Regions from separate parts of the Gossypium arboreum genome. Here region 2 is linked to region 1. A link is a contact called in public Hi-C data. All regions are on one chromosome and are shown on one strand. Each heading gives the region's core, a stretch centred on a gene start, on an enhancer-like site or on the middle of the called end of the contact. The rest is flanking DNA. Distances are from core to core; before and after follow the strand shown. Region 1 holds the start of LOC108480511 (probable pectate lyase 18). Region 2 holds the start of LOC108481069 (protein JINGUBANG-like).

Region 1 (3,007 bases), core at 242-2,741:
ACATGTGTCGCCATCATTATCATCAACAATGTGAACCTTTTTTGCAATTAAGCGCACCAGCATTGGTCGTTATCGTTGCCACTAGTGAAGATGGCCTAGCACCCAAGCTTGAAGCCTTGGCATAGCTCGACGAGGCGCCAGCACCCGACGCGATAAAGAATGCACCGTTTACCATTAGGTCACCTTCCGATCTCCAATTCCAGCTCTTCCATTCACTCTCCGGTGCATCCTCATGTTTGGTCACCTCTTTGCTGAATCTGTTGTTAGGTGCAGTAAATCTATTCCCTTGGCTGTTTATTGTTGGGTTAGCACTTCCTCCAATGGCATACATTTCCCAATGAGTATAGTCATTGTTCACCACGTGGAAATACCCATGTCTACATCTGTAATTCCGAAAAAATATATAAGTAATCCGTTATTGATATTTATCCTAATTGACCATAGTAGCAATATTATTATTACCGTGGCATTCTTTGGACAAGGCCTTCACCAAAGTGATTAAAGGCAATAGTGACTTGCATGTTCTTGTCTTGAGTATACGAATCACTGTGTCCCAATAACATGACTTTATCATGGTGAGTCATGTAATTGTTGGAAATGGTGATAGCGGTGGAGCCATGGATAGCGTCAATCAAGCCGTCTTTGCAGTTTGATAAGGAGTTATGGTCAACCCAAACATGGCTACCACCGAAGATGGACACACCATCACCGTCTGATATGGTCCTCCAACCATAGTGACGTGGGGAGTCCCTCACCATAGCATTCCCTCCTTGTTTACAATCATGTATGTTGAGTCCATGAATGATAATGTTGGTCACATACTGAACGGTAATGCATGGACCCCCTGCAATATGAACGCTGGCGCCCCTACCGTCGATGGTCTTGAATGAGTTCATTATCAGCTCTTCTTTTAGCTGAATGGTCATGTCACGAGCAAAAATGATCCACAACGGTTCGTCTTGAATCACCGCATGCCGTAATGTCCCTGGTTTGGGGTTAACGGGGTCATCATCGCCCGAGTCAGTGACCACATAAATCTTACCATCTCTTCCGCCAATGGCGTTCTTGCCGAACCCAATGGCACAATCAGCTAGCTTCTGGCGATTAGTCTCCCAGTTGGGGTCACATCTCCAGCAGTCATCAATGGGGTTGCCGGTTCCACAGGAGAGATACCCTAGGTTCCTCCTGGACGCATTGATGGCCCTGCCACCCAAAAACCACAAAAGTTAATTCCTTTGGAGTATTAATGGAGATGACATGGAAATGGAAAAGTGGAGGTGTAGTTTCTTTACCTGTGAACATCTTGGACTACAAGCTCAGGGTCTTGAACAGGGGAAGAGGAAATGAGAAGTGGGAGTAGAAGCAGAAATGTAAAGAGGAAGAGAAGAGGAAGTGAAGGGATCGCCATTGCCATTGTCCTTGCCATTTTACCTTTGTTTGCTTGTTTTGTGAGGCAAGGTGGTGGAGGGAGGTTGAGAAGAAGGGGGTGTTTATAAAGAGGATTAAAAGCCTTGTTCAATGGCGTGATTAAACTAAACATGTAGGGTCGTCTATGCTTCGGTGATTTCAGGTTTTTACGGAATTCCCTGTTGGTAGTTTTTGACTGCTAAGCAATGCCCTCAACAAAGCTGCTCCAAATAGTCAAAAGTTGAAATACTATCCTTTACATGAAAAATATATAAAAAGATTGTCTAAATTTTTATAAAACTAAAATAATATTAGGGTAAACTACAATGCTTACTTACTAAATTTTTTTATCACTTAATTAAAAAATAGTTAGAATTTGATCACTGAACTATTCATGTCATTAGGCTGTTAAAAAATGATATTATATGACTTTCTTTGTTCGTAGTGCATACATTAATCAAAGGCTCTTTTTCTCATTCTCTTTTACAGTTCAAAATTTTTTTTCATGAAACAATTTTGGATATCATGAATCTGCAAACTAAAAATTTAAACAACTTTTTTTTCTGATATCCGACACTGACAGTCATAACAATTTGGATCTAACGTATGTTGTTCTACTTGTTGATCGATACTGATCCACCATATTGATCATTGGCTCATTGCTTGGAGCTCACTGGTAGAACTTTAGAAAAATTAATGACTTAAATGAAAACTTTTGAATAGTTCAGTGACTTAAATGAAAACTTTTAAATAATTTAGTGATCAAATTATAATGTGATAATGTTGTAATTTACCCAAATCATTTTCAGGGTTGTTGTTTTAGGTGTTTTCCACCTAGATTGTAAGTTTGAAGAGGGTTAGTTAGCATATTTGGTTATGGCAGCTATTTCATAAAAAAGTGTTCAAAGGATGGGATATGGTTGAATATTACTAAACTTAAATTCGAGATTGTTGGTTGATTGGTTAATGTTTTTACAAGGTTGCTTCATTTAGTCGCTAAAGGGTGAAAATAATGGTGTTGTCTTTATTAAATATCAACATTATAAAACTTCATATTGAAAACCCACATTAGAAGATGGAAGTTATGAATTAAAATTCAGTTAATGGCTTCATAAATGTTGTAATGTCAGTTTGGAAAACTCACCAAATGGTCAATTTTATAAGAACAAAAATTGCTGTTGGAAAATTTTTAAACTATATTAGGATTGAGTAATTATTTAATACATTGACCATAAAATCTTTTAAATTTATAAGTGTATTTGAGTTAAGTTTGACCTGGTTTGGTTTGGGTCAAAAAAAAGCTTACTTGAGGTTTAACCTATTTAAAAAATAGGTCTCATTTTTTGTTCAATTCCACATTTTAAGTTTATATTTTTATTCAAATCCTTTCAATATTTTGGCAAGCCTCCGAATCTAGTTGGGTGCCTTGACCCATGGACAGCTCTAACTGCAAATAGAGTTTTTGGATTCCGCAAATAGAGTATAGTAAAATATTAAAAAAAAAAGACGATAACCATTTTCTAAAATTACTTGTATATTAATATACCATAATACTAACCCTTAAAATGTTAGTTTTAAACAACATTTAAAAGAATAATTG
Region 2 (3,007 bases), core at 227-2,726, 150 kb after region 1:
ATTTGATTGCACTAACTAGTTAATTAATTATGATTAAGCTTCTTTAACCCCTTTTTGAGATTAAAAAATTAACAAACCAAACAGTATTATTTTCCCCTTTTTTATTGGTTAAAAAAATTCTTTAATCATTGCTTCCAATTTCATTCTCTATAGGTCGAATTATTCGTTTAATTTGATTGGTTGGAGATAAATTTAGATAATTTTTATATTTTTATAAAGATATATTAACATTATATATTTTTCAGATATTGAAATGCAGTCCACCTCAAATTTCAAAAAAAATAAATTCAAAATTGAACCATAAATGGAACACATCTACTCACTATGTTTTGGATGGCTAGTCCATGTTCCTTTTAGGGGATGAAAACACAACCGTTGAAACATATAATGGAAAGTGTGATAAAAGAGACAAGTTCGAAATGCCAAACCAAATTGAAACTTTGTCAGCAATTTACACTTCCCTACTTTAACTATATTTATATTCAAACTTTGTCACCAATTTACACTTAAACAATATTTAAAAGGTTAAATTTTTTTTAAATTTTGGAATTATAGTCTTGATGAAATGGTAGCTTTAAAGTTATTAAGTTAAATTATGGTATTTTTAGAATATTATGTGGAAAAAATATTATCATATGTGTAATGTAATGTCATGTTATGTCGTTAATTATTTACACATAATATTCACAAAAAATTATGTGATTTTAGTTAATAGTTTAATGACTATTATTAAAAAGTATAAGAATTAAAAGTAATCAATTTGATCTCTAAAGAAAAGTGATCAAATTGAAGAACGTGAATTAAATCCACGACTAATAACAAATTTTGAACTACTATTTGAATAAAATTGATACTTCAAAATTCAAAAAGAACTAAATTAAAATATAAATATTGAATGCGTTGATTAGAGATTTTAGGTGAGCTTTCCAAAATAAGTTTTTCATCTCTAATTACACAATATTTTGTTAACTAAAATAACATTATAGAATTATCTTGCAATATTTCATATACCACAACATACTCAACATATTACACAATTAAACAAATTAACTAGAGAAAAAAAGATTTGAACTCATATGATGTAAGTGGGACCAATTTTATAATATTTTGTATAACATGATTTATATTTAATTGCATAAAACATTGCACCTTTTATAATTATTTTATATAATGGAAGATGATATCAAAGAAATCGCTTTTACAAAAATATCCTGGTTCATTGCATGTACGGTGAAACAAACCCTAAGAAATTAAAATACAGAACTCCCATTAAAATGGTTGTTATGGAGTTAGAACTTAGAAGGTGACCTCTATGATTACCAACTTCAGGGTCCACTGAAAAATATGTAGACCTCCGCAAATCAAAGTTTATTGGGACCCATCATTTCAAATCAACACTTCCCACCTGTCTAGCCTTCCCACTCTGCCATTTTATATATTATATATACCCAATCATACACCATTTTTGCTGCTCCATCTGCACAGAAACATGTCTTCACAATTCCCTAATATTTTCTCATTTCAAACACTGAAACATCGTCGCATCGCCACTCTCAAAACCCCGAGCTCCCATATCAACTGCCTGGCCGTCCACGCTAACCTCCTCTACGCCTCCTCTGCCAACGAAATCAGCGTCTATAGTTTATCCGATCACTCCTTTGTCGATTCTTTTAACCACGATCCCACCACCGGGTTCGTCAAGTCCATCGCATTCAACCAAACCAAAATCTTCACCGCTCATCAAGACGGCAAGATCAGGATCTGGAAAATCGATACCCTTTACAAAAACCACCAGCATATCTCTACTCTCCCCACCGTTAAAGACAAGTTCCTCAATTTCATGTTGCCGAAGAACTACGTTAACGTACGGCGTCATAAGAAGAAGCTTTGGATCCAACACTGGGATACAGTTTCGGGGTTGATGGTAAATGACGCCAAGGGGTTAATGTACTCGGTTTCGTGGGACAAAAGTTTCAAGATATGGAACGTAAAGAACCAACGTTGTTTAGAGTCTGTTAAAGCTCATGAAGACGCCGTTAACACATTGGCTGTTTCCGGTAATGGAACTGTTTACACCGGCTCCGCCGATGGGTTGATTAGAATCTGGGAAATGGCGGAGAGACGGCATAATTTAGTGGGAACCTTGGACAAGCATAAATCGACGGTGAATGCGCTTGCTTTAAACGACGAGGGATCGATATTGTTTTCAGGAGGGAGTGATGGTAGAATCCTGGTGTGGGAGAAAAGAGATGATGAGAATGAGGTGGGATATGTGGAATCATTGTGGGATCATAAAGGGGCGATATTATGCTTGATCAACGTAGGGGAATGGTTTGTGAGTGGATCATCAGATCGGACGGTGAGGGTTTGGCAACGTGGTGGGAAAGAAGGTGGTGGGTTCCATTGTAGCATAGTTCTGGAGGGACATGAAAAACCTGTGAAGTCGTTGGTAGCAGTTGAAACAAGAGTGTTGGAGGGTGTGTTTTCCATATGCAGTGGAAGTTTAGATGGAGAAATTAGGGTTTGGGAGATCTCAATATGTTCTAACTTTAAAATTCCCATGAATTCAATAAAACTTGCTTGATTTTTCTGTATAATTTTGTTTGTATACTTATATATTGTATGTATATCAAATCTTCTACTTTTTACTCATGATTTCATAGCTGAGTTAATAAATATCCCAACCTTAATTCAGCTAATTTGGTCAGGATGAAGTAAGAAATCTTAGATCAATTAATTTTAAGGTTAAAAATACCAAAAACGTGTGGAGCGTAGGCACCATTGTTGTTGAAATAATTAAAAAAATTTGTGAGTTTCAACACGTATTAATAAAAGCTTGAATAAACTATTTTTAAAAAATTTTAAATTATTTTAGTCACTCTAAAATAGAGTTATAACTTGAATAAAAATTTAAACATATTCACTACCAATAACTAATAATTAAGGTTAAAGTCTTTTTTTTTCTCCAAGCCGTTTGCTTCTTATATTTTATTTTGCTTAGCGGCAG

What was found. Hi-C and Micro-C count contacts between places; a contact is called where the count stands out from the background.
Region 2: a contact with region 1 is called in a Hi-C map of leaf, with 2.8 times the contacts expected there. The contact joins the promoter of LOC108481069 here to the promoter of LOC108480511 in region 1. A contact is called at or near these places in 2 of 5 Hi-C or Micro-C datasets (both in leaf).

The regions. Positions count from the first base shown.
Region 1 is chr1:16,520,984-16,523,990 of ASM2569848v2, forward strand. LOC108480511 (probable pectate lyase 18) reads right to left here and starts at 1,492. Exons shown (of 3, transcript XM_017783534.2): 1 at 1,293-1,492; 2 at 463-1,203; 3 at 1-383. The coding sequence starts at 1,426. The coding sequence ends at 23.
Region 2 is chr1:16,669,028-16,672,034 of ASM2569848v2, forward strand. It overlaps LOC108481069 (protein JINGUBANG-like), which reads left to right and starts at 1,477. Exons shown (of 1, transcript XM_017784244.2): 1 at 1,477-2,597. The coding sequence starts at 1,490. The coding sequence ends at 2,584.